2 separate regions of the Rattus norvegicus genome follow, and region 1 is linked to region 2. Evidence: chromatin contacts called from public Hi-C data. All regions are on one chromosome and are shown on one strand. Each heading gives the region's core, a stretch centred on a gene start, on an enhancer-like site or on the middle of the called end of the contact. The rest is flanking DNA. Distances are from core to core; before and after follow the strand shown.

What was found. A called contact is a pair of places that touch in the nucleus more often than the background predicts.
Region 1: a Hi-C map of liver shows a contact between it and region 2, with 2.4 times the contacts expected there. The contact joins the promoter of Wars1 here to the enhancer-like site in region 2. A contact is called at or near these places in 4 of 12 Hi-C or Micro-C datasets (kidney, liver and prefrontal cortex).

What each region holds. Positions count from the first base shown.
Region 1 is chr6:133,568,993-133,573,836 of GRCr8, reverse strand. Wars1 (tryptophanyl-tRNA synthetase 1) reads left to right here and starts at 2,192. Exons shown (of 11, transcript NM_001013170.2): 1 at 2,192-2,246. It also overlaps a transcript of Wdr25 not described here.
Region 2 is chr6:133,536,146-133,541,450 of GRCr8, reverse strand. Slc25a47 (solute carrier family 25, member 47) reads right to left here. Exons shown (of 6, transcript NM_001001509.1): 5 at 5,273-5,305; 6 at 4,076-4,935. The coding sequence ends at 4,655. It overlaps Wars1 (tryptophanyl-tRNA synthetase 1), which reads left to right. Exons shown (of 11, transcript NM_001013170.2): 11 at 1-988. Among named protein-coding and RNA genes, the nearest start is that of Slc25a47, 7.1 kb to the right of the region's middle. Within about 2 kb of position 3,525, at least 4 of the 93 cell types and tissues checked have an H3K27ac peak or open chromatin away from gene starts, as enhancers often do. A contact at or near this core is called in liver, where this site is marked.

The DNA.
Region 1 (4,844 bases), core at 943-3,442, 34 kb before region 2:
GCTAAGCATAGCACAGCCAGCAGAGGGCAGAGTGGGACACAGTGCAAGCCTGGGCCATGGACCAGCTAAGCTGGGCTTCTTTTTTTATACTTGTGGGTTTGCTGTGTGAGTGTATGTCTGTGGGGATGTGCAAACCTGTGCACACACAAGGAGGCCAGAAGATGGAATCCTGTGCTGTTTCAGTTTCCTTCTCTTCCAGGAGTGGTCTCCATCTGTGAACTCGTACGGGCTGGGTTACAAGCAAGTGTGTAATGGTGTGTTACATGGGTGCTGGGATCCAAACTTTGGTCTTCATGATTTCAAAGCAAGTGCCTTTAAAGATGAGCCTCTCTAGCCCTATTCTTTCATGACGAGAGCTCACTATGTAAGCTGGTCTTAGTCCAGTCTTCCTGCCTCAGCCTTCTGAGAGCTGGGACTGCAAGTGTATATCACAATGTCAGGTCACACACTGGGCTTCAACATCCCACTCAAAGCCTTCCACACCTGTCCCCTAATGGCACCATTCACCTAAGAACCCCACTGCCATACAAGTCTGCTCATCATCCAAGGCCTGCAGATATCATTCCCACCGGCAGCTGAATCCAGGCACGTAATGATGCCCACATTTTGAGTCATCTTCTAAAAAGGACTTCTAAAACCAGCTGTGCACTCTCCAACCAAACTAAGATCCCACTGGAGACCGATTACACACAGATAGAACCATGCTCTGCAAATAATATGACCTCTATATATTCAGCAGGGATCGGAGGCCAATCTCTTGGTTCCTGGAGTGGAACCCATCAGATTCCCACCACCATGTTATACAGAGCTCAGTCACAGCCTGGATTTTCAGCTACCTGGTTATCTGCAGGGTCGACTCACAAAAGAGGCCTCTAGCAGATCTGAAGACAGTGTGGCCCGTCAGCTCCACAGGAGATAGAAAGTGAATGACAGCAAGACTGGACGCCTGATGCACTGCACCGCACGTAGATTTCATCCACTCACTCAACATCTGCCACCATAGGCAAAAACAGTAAATGAAGCCCTTCACTCAGCACACTCACAAGCTATAGGAAGACAAACACATTCCCCGCTCTACTTGTGAACCTATCTAGAAAGACTATCTTTTTTTTTTTCTTTCTTTTTCTTTTTCTTTTTTTCGGAGCTGGGGACCGAACCCAGGGCCTTGCGCTTGCTAGGCAAGCGCTCTACCACTGAGTTAAATCCCCGACCCGAAAGACTATCTTTTTTTATGGAGCTGAGAGAGACTATACCAGTGTGGCACTCTGGAAAGGTTGAAGGAACCAAGCTGATCACAATACTGAGACTAAAACAGAACCAACGCCAATTAAGATGAGTCAAGGGTGATTCAAGAAAACACACATGAGGGGAGAAGGCTGAGGGAGATGCACACAGTTTAGGAGATGGGTTGCCATTTTGTACTCAAGTCCAGAAACTGCCATGGGAAAAGGGGGTGTGGTGAGACCAAGAGGAAGAGGCTAACGGAGAAAAGAGTACTGAGTACTTAAGAATACTAAAAAAGCTAAAGGGAGCAAAGTTACGTGGGGCAGGGTGTCCTGTGTTTTTGTTCACTGTCCGAGAACCCTCAACCTAGATTATTTGTAGACTGCAAGCCGATGGGACAGGGAGTTGAGGAAGTTAAGAAAGACAAAATTTTTCCCGTTCAACAAAAGGGTCCTAGTTTTCTACTCTATGTTAGGCACTATGATGGATCTGATGTGAGCAGAAATTAAAACACGGATCTTGCCCCAGAGGCCACGGATACACGGTGGGGAAAGGGGAAAAAAAAAAAAAGAAAAAAAAACAAACACAGGTTTTGAAGGATGAAGTTAGCCAAGCTGTCAACACTAATGGGTAAAGAGTTCAGAGCACAGCACTCTAGGGATGAACGGGAAGAAAAGGAAGGCGAGCAGCGAACTGAGCCCGGCGCTAAGAGGCGGGAAGCACGCGGCCGCCAGGTCCCGGCCCCCTCCCGCCCGGGCCCGCCGCTCACCACTCACACGGAAGCGCTTGGTACACCCCTACACCGGTCCGGCCAGCACTCGGGCCGCCCAGTGGCGTTCCACCACGACGCCGGGAACCTCAGCCAATCAGAGATGAGCTCTGCCCTGCCTCTGGCTGGACAACCAATGGCGGTATTCCGGGACCGGAAGTTGTTCCAGCCGGCTGGGGTTTCCACAGACGCCCAGGAGGTACCGGTGGCTGAACCAGCGGTGCTGACTGGTGGAGCCGAACAGGGGCTGCCGGTAAGTGAGGAGAGGGTGGTTACTGCCAAGGGAGGGATGCCGAGGTGGCGCCGGAACCTTGGCCTGACGTCCCGGCGCCGAGCCATGAGGGTCCAGCTCGGAACCGGACTCAATGTTCTCTGAGCACTAGCACCACGAGGGACCCGGAGGCTGCGGCGGTGCCGCCCACCCTGTCTGTCATCGTTTCCCACCACCTGGGCCCTGTAGGATCGCCAGCAGTCCCCTACACAAACTGTAAAGTTCTTGGTGCCCATTTCATAGGTGAGGAATCCGAGAGAGAAGCAGGGAAGGATCACTACTTGTGCACGGTTTCATAGCAAGCTTATGTCCAACATTAAAAGCCGATGCTCTCTGACCTCAGAGTTCCCATCTTTCCGCTGCAGTGCACCACTTCAGAGGGGGAACGCCTCAGGGAATGTACATGGTGATATGCCCGCCCTATTTGTCACACAATACACTACACACAATTGCAATGATGCTGTAGGGGCGGGAAAAGAAGAGGGTGGGGAGGTCATATGACGGTCAAGCTGAAGAAAGGGACAGCTGATGCAATGGCATGTAGCTCAGGGCTCTTGAGAGTTTGATTGGTCTCAGTCTCTTCCCACAGCTCACCCAGCTAGCTACTAGCTGGACTTGCTCTTGAAGGAAACTGGTCAGGTGGCTAAAATGTTTCTGAGAACCTGATTGATTTCTAGGAAACCCCTCAGTAAGTGAAACTGAAAGGGTGTGGCAAAGCAGGAAAGAAAAACAATAGACTTAAAAAAAAACTGAAATGGGGAGAGTATTAAAGACCTCCACCCTGGCTGGGCATTCTCATCTGCTCAACTGCCCAGTGTGATCGGGGCCCTTGGACTACACAGCCAGAGTACGTATTGCCTTCTTGGCTAGGTTCGCAGCTTGTTTACTGTTGTTCTAGTGGTTATAGGAAAGTGTTGAAGACTTGAGAAGAGCGTGTGTCAGGATTAGGATGTTAGGCATTTATTTCATCTATTTGACTCAAGTTGTGCCCTGGTTTTGAGCAGTAGATGTAGCCAGTGCCCAGCAGCCTGTGCCCAGCAGCCTGTGCCCATTCAGAGCTTGCCCTGCAACATCTTCAAACCTCCGGCTGACTTGGCCTCCTTAAGTGGTCAGTACCTGAATACGTTTGCATTCTTATCGGGACATGTGTCTTTGTAAATTAGCATCTTTCTCTTTGAAGGTAGTGTTCGTGGGGTTGAGCTTGTAGTTCCATTATTAAAAGGCTTACTTGGCATGTTCCAGGCTCTGGGTTCAATCCCCAATGCCTTTGGCTGGGAAAATAGCCTTTCATTAACTAGACCATCATCTATCCCTAAGTTTAGGAGTGTAAAGAACCGCTTGCTCTAAAGGGGTTTTGTCTTCTGCGATCATGTCAATCTGAAACTGTTGTTATCTACTCTTTGAGACCACAGTCCCGAGGTATCTAGAAAGTTTCCTAGACCACCCTCTTTCCAACCTGCCCCTAAAATCTTGCTGTCTTCCTCCCTCAGGCTGGAGCGTCTGTGGGTCTTACCTGTGATGGTTTCCTCGTGGTGAAAATCCTTTTCTTTCCTATCTGCTCACACTGTAATGTGCCCCTTTCTTTATGAGCCTACCATGTTATCTAGAACAATGCCATCTTTCCAAATGAGCCACAGGTTAGAGGGCCTGCAGAGGGGAATTATGGGTGGAGGAGCCTTTGTGGGCTTCTCCTCAGAGACCTGCTGTGCTTGCTCTGCAGTACGCAGGGTTTTTGGCAGATTGATGTTTTACAATCCCAGTACTTTTGTTACAGGGGATAATAGATGACTTCCTGGTTGTTACCTCTTTCTTTCTTCCATATTGTATTAGTAGTTGGGTAAATAAATAGCATTTCCTTAATAAAGAGACGACTTCTCACCCGAGGTTGATGTTGCCCTTAACCCTTTGGCATCTTGGAGTCCTGCATAAAGATGGTAAACATCCAGTGACTGTGCAAATGTCGCTGTACTTCAAGAACTCCCAGCTAAACACCTCTGCAGTTAAGCTTAATTCTCAAGGTTAGCAAACAAAAACAGAGGAGGATGGGGAGAGCTCGTCACACAGGACAGAGGTAAGTGTGTGACTGCATGAAGGAAGGAAGGTGGGAGCTCTGTTTTCTTTGCTCCAACCATTCCTAGAATATTCACTCAAGAAATTGCCTCTCACTCTCTTGGTCTCCCTCCCTCTCTCCCTCATGCACACACACACACACACACACACACACACACACACACACCTGACTAAACAGTGACCGTGCGTGAGGAAAACAGATCTCACCTGTTATGTCCTCTCTCTGATTTGGTTTGTACGCCGCTTCCAAGTCAGGGTTATAATACGAGATAGGTGCTCCCCTCCAACGCGGATCCTAAACGCACATCCGGTTCCCTAGCTGACGATGTCCTCTCCCATTCCTGATGCAGTGGAAAGAGACTAGCTGTCCCAGGCTCACTCACTCATCCCCTGGCACTCAGTTTCTAGGAGTTGAGTGCAGTTCTGGCCACAGCTGATTGCAGTCTTTGCAGAGCCCCACATTTGTGAAGGAGCAGGGTAAATAAAGGCAAGTCCAGGGGTAACCAGAAA
Region 2 (5,305 bases), core at 2,276-4,775:
GGTGGTACACACTTTATAGTCTCTGTACTCAGGAGGCTAAGACACAAGATCTGAGCCACCCTGGGCTACTAGCATGATCCTGTAGTAATCTGTTTAATTCTGGTTCTGTGGAGTCAGAATGTCATTATTGTAAAACTGAAAACTGTTGTGAAAAACTGACAAGGAGACATGTGGTGGGAAATGCCACTGCTCCAGCCACACCACACACACACACACACACACACCACACACACTCACACCACACACACATACCACATACACACACACACACACACACACACACACACACACACACGTGTAATATGGACAGGCTTTGCTTTATACCTGACTAGGAAGTCATCAGCTTTGTCCTGGAGGAGTAGCTCAGCAGTAGAGCACTCGCCTAACATGCATGACACCCTGGGTTCAGTCTCCTGCACCACAAAGCTGGGTGGATAATTCAGCTTTATGCTTTAACACTGATTATGGAGCAGGCTGGGTCACTTCTACTAACCCAAATCTTGTGGGAGAGACTTGAGGCTGAAGTAACTAAACTCCAGATCACACGTGCTGTCCACTCCAGAATCGTGCTTGTTACCCTTAGTGTCCTAACTTTCCCACAGATGGCCCAGACTCCACCTTGTCAAGCCCAGTGGTGGCTTCTCCCAACCACCAGACTCTAAGGACGGTCTGTTACCTTTGCAGATGCTTTTGCTTTGACACTTGACTGAAGTGGAGGGCAGGCCAGAAGTGTGCTGGCCATGCCTCAGGCCGGTGGACCATAGCTAGACAGACAGAAGAACAGCAGCTGTCCAGGCCCCAGTGCTCTCCCTCTGGGGTGGCTGCATGTATGAGCCGCCCTCAGAGTCTTGGAAAGCAGAGGCCATATCTCAGGGAAAGCCCTGGTTGAAGGGTCTGTCCTCTCTGAAGGCACAAGGGCCGCTCGCTCTGAGTGTTCTGACCTTGCACCATTTTCAGGCAAGAAATAATAAACTGTTGTGCTCCCGTCTCTGTCGCTGTCTGTTCAGGCAGGCTGCCGAGGTACTTGGACACTACACCTACTGCTGAGGCTGTACCATTCCCCTTGCTGGGGTCCAGGGGAATACTTCAGAGAAGACAGAGTGGTGGAATCCCATGGTGCTTAGAGCCAGACTCCTAGGGATCATTTTGTGGGGCCACTTGTCCTGAGAAGCCGCCCTCCTCCCTGAGATCTACCTTCTTTCACAGTCTAACAGCCTAGCGAGTATGTGCGTGTGGCATGCTATTTGCAGCAAGCCGGTACTCGGGGAGGTGCAGAAGTGAGGAGCACAGGCTTGAGCTGAGCCACCGGCAGTGCAGAGGAGACCCAGCCATAAGTGGAACCTGGCTTCACCTTACCCACCCGTCCGCATTTGCAAAGAGGCAAGCATGACCTGTCCAAGCCCAGTGAATGTGTTACTGAGCACTCTGCTCTGACTTAGTCTTGAGAACACCAAGATCTGCACCGGGGAAACCAAGCGCTTGGACTCAGAGCCTATGAGAGTGCCAGAGTGTGGCATGAGGTTCACACGGGCTCCTCCCAAGGCCCCATCCCACTAGACTGGCCACACTTCCCTGCCAACACCTCACCTGGCTAGCTGTGGCCAAAGGTGGCGAACCAGTGCCACTCATGATGCCCCGGCATTGAAGCACCGTTGTACCCATGGAATGTTCTGGTGTGCAGATGAGGGGAGAGACATTTCTGTCATTGTCTACCAGCCAGAGCATCTGCCAGCTCAGGTGGGGTCCTAGGCCCAGGGAGGAATGAGTACCCAGGCCATTCCCACCCCATCAGCCACAACTGGGTGAGCCACCTGGCCTCTTGGGAGCTCCATCTCCTCCATGTAAGAATGCACAGAGGAGCTGTCCAAGGCTGCTGCCTGTCAGTGAGGGTACCTGCATGTCTGCAACACCCACTGCCTCATTTGCCAAAACCCTGTGGTCCAGAGAATTCCAGGAAGAACAGCTTCATTCTGAGTGGCATCTATACCACACAGATGGGGGTGTGAGCCCCTCTGACAGGAGCAGGTGACAGCTCCCATCTAGATGGTATATCCGGGGTATGCAGGCCATGGTGAAATTCTCCAGAGTTACACTATTGGCCCTTCTCCTGGGCCCTTGGCTCTGCAGCCGGCTCCTCCTCCCTGACTTCACTGCTTCTGGGATGGTAACACTTAAAAGCCCTGCGCTTGGGAGGCTGAGGCAGGAAGGCGATGAGAATGAAATCAGCTGGGCCATAGAGTAAGCTCCAGGCCCTTCCTGCTAAGTCACTTCCTTCTCCAGTGGCAGCCTGGACTAGGTAGCAGCTCAGGAGTTGGGATCCACAGGAACCAGAGCACAGCCCTGACCCCCATGAACATGGAACATGAGAGCCAAGAGTCTGCGCTTAACCTCCCACAACATGCCAAGTGTGTCTCACATCCTTAGTCTCAGCCGTCAGGAGGCAGAAACAGATGTCAGAGTTTGAGGCCGTCCTGGTCTACACAGCATGTTCCAGGCCAGCCAAAACTATATAGTGAGACCCTGTCTAAAAAAGTTAAAACTAAAAAAATAAAAGTGAGACACAAAAGTGGGCGCCAGTGGAGCTGACAGGGTCAGGGTTGGTGATTTTGAAGACGTTTTATTAGTTGTTCTTTTCCAGGTGCTGGCCCAGAATGTGCCAGCATGTTTACCTCCCTAAGCTGGGTGAACTTTCAAGTTCAGGAACTAAAGCCACAGGGCGTCAGGATTAATTCAAGAGACGTGGGGTGCTAAGTCTGTGTTCGAAGCATGCGAGCAGAGCGGGAGCGTGTGTGCAGAACAGCTCTGAAGTCTACAGAGTAGCTGAAATTGTTTAAAGAAAAACCCTACTGAAACTGAAAGAGAACACAGAGGCTATGTGACCCAAATGAGGTAAAGAGAGTGCTTTTCAAAAGTCCATAGCAGCTGTATCTTGTGCATCTGTCTGCCCCTCCTAGATGCAGGCAGAGGATGGCAGGGACAGCCCTCCCTCCAGGCTACAGCTGGAGACATGCCCAGGTCCTGAAGTCCTACCCCTGTATCTTCCCAACCTATCTGGAAGCTCTCTGGCTTTCCTCACAGCCAGGACCTCCTCACTGCCTTTTTACCTGAAGCCGAGAGGTCCTAGATAGCTCCCAGTCTGGGGATGGGACAGACAAGCAACCAGCCAGCTAACCAGGCTCCATGGGAGGAGCCCTGAGTGCCCAGGTAGTGAGACCAGAAGACCTTCCCGGAGAAGAGGCCCAGGAGATGATACCACATAGATTGAGGGAGATCTTACAGGCAAGGACTCTGTATGAGATCTGGTGTCCAGGGGTTGGGGATTTAGCTTAGTGGTAGAGTGCTTACCTAGCAAGCGCAAGGCCCTGGGTTCAGCCCCCAGCTCTGGGGGGAAAAAAAAAAAATCTGGTGTCCAGGGACCTCCATGACAGGAATTGACTCAGAAACAGATCTTGTCCCTTCTAGAAACTAGAAGGTTTCACTGGACCAACACACACACACACCCTAGAGGACAGTTGGTGCGTTGCGTACATGGTCAGGCTTTGCATCTGAACATGCACAGCTAAAGCAGGAATCGGCCAGCTCTACCACAGGACCGTTTATTGAAGACCCAGTAGTAAGTCCAGCCTGACTCTCAGTGTCCCATCATTGGAAGCCATAGGGTGCCAGGAGAGGGAGGCTGGGACCTCAGAAGCACAGGCTAATTCCACTATGTGCCTGAGGACAGACTGAACTCTACCCTGCCCTCCAAGCCACTGGCTCATAAGACATTCGTAAGGTACCCAGCACCCTCCCATCCTCGGTGCAGAGCTCTAGCCAGGTGTTTGGCCTGGCTATGACACAGATAAGGACTACACAGCCCAGAAAGTAAAACGGAGTGAAGCCAGCCCGGGGCTATGCAGGGTTTCACAGTGACCCTCTACGTAGTGAGCACCTAGCCACCCAGGCAAGAACTCTAGTCCACCTTCGCCACCAGGACCAAGTTCCACACCTCTTCTCCTACCATGGACAGGCCTCATGAGGGCCCTGGATGAGCACAAGGGGCTAGGACCCCACAGACCACAGGGCAATGTGGCCGAGCAAGCACAGAAACATTTATTAACAGCCAGTCCTGGACCAGGTTCCAGGACCTTCATGTGACCGGCACAGCACCTGCAGGCAGTATGGCACTTTGATGGTGATACCCTGCACCGATTCCTTGGGTCAGTGAGAACGTGGGCTCTCTCGAGCAGCCTAGGATGGGACCAGCCCAGCCTGTAGCCAGATGTAACCAGCTTGCTGTCTTGTCCCAAGCCTCCCTCTAAGGGGACAGTGTGAATCGGTGAATGTTGAGTGGAACTGGGGTTAGGGGTTGGCAAGGGAATGCTCTGAAATCAGTGTGGGCATGGCTGTACCAACAGGAATGAACAGTTGTTCGATGACAGATGACTCCCAAGTGACACACACGTGTCCTCAAGAAGACTCACACCATCCTGACTCATGGCCACCAAGCAGATGGCAGATGAAACTCCCTGACTGTGGTCAGCGACTGGGCTGGCTAAACTCGGGCCTCCCCTAAGTCACAGCACAGAAGGCCCTCTGCTGTTCGGGTGACAGTCCTGTGGGATCCTGAGCTTGCCTCCGGCTGCTGTGTAACGTGGATGCTGCTGACCAGTGCCTATGTGAGCAGGCCCTGAGTGAGCCTCAGCACAGCCTCATAAGCCACGAAGACCACCATGTTGACAGGAAAGGCGCGGCAGCAGTTGAGTGCCAGTCCCTTGAAGAGCACTCTGGGACCCTCCTCCCGCACGCTGGTCACCACACAGTGCAGGAGGCCCCGGTAGCGCTGCTGGCCCTGCCCATCCGCCTGCAGGCGGGACTTGATAACGTCCATGGGCGTAGCCACAGCCCAGGCCAGGACCCCGGCACAGCCTCCAGCCACCAGCACACCTAGGACATCTGCAGGGGAGACAGTGGCCATACCTTATTGCAAGCTTCTTGGAGACAGGACCCAGCCCAGGGGAACTCAGTGAGTCGAGATAAACCCCCCTAGCACAAAGTCACTGTGGCCTTGGACAGTCACACACACTCCCCTCAGAAACCCTACTTGAAAAATGAGGCAGGCAGATAAGAATGCTTAGCCTGATTAGGTGTCAGTGAGCTGCACAAGCAGCCTGAGAAACCTCCGCGTGCAAACAAGCCTGCCTGGGTTAAATCTATGCTTCTATGATGCAGATTCCTTTCCCAGCACCCATGCCCTGGGGCCGACCCCACCCGCCCTCTGCCTGTCACTCACCTGGCTGACTCTGGCCAGCAGGGGTGAGCCACT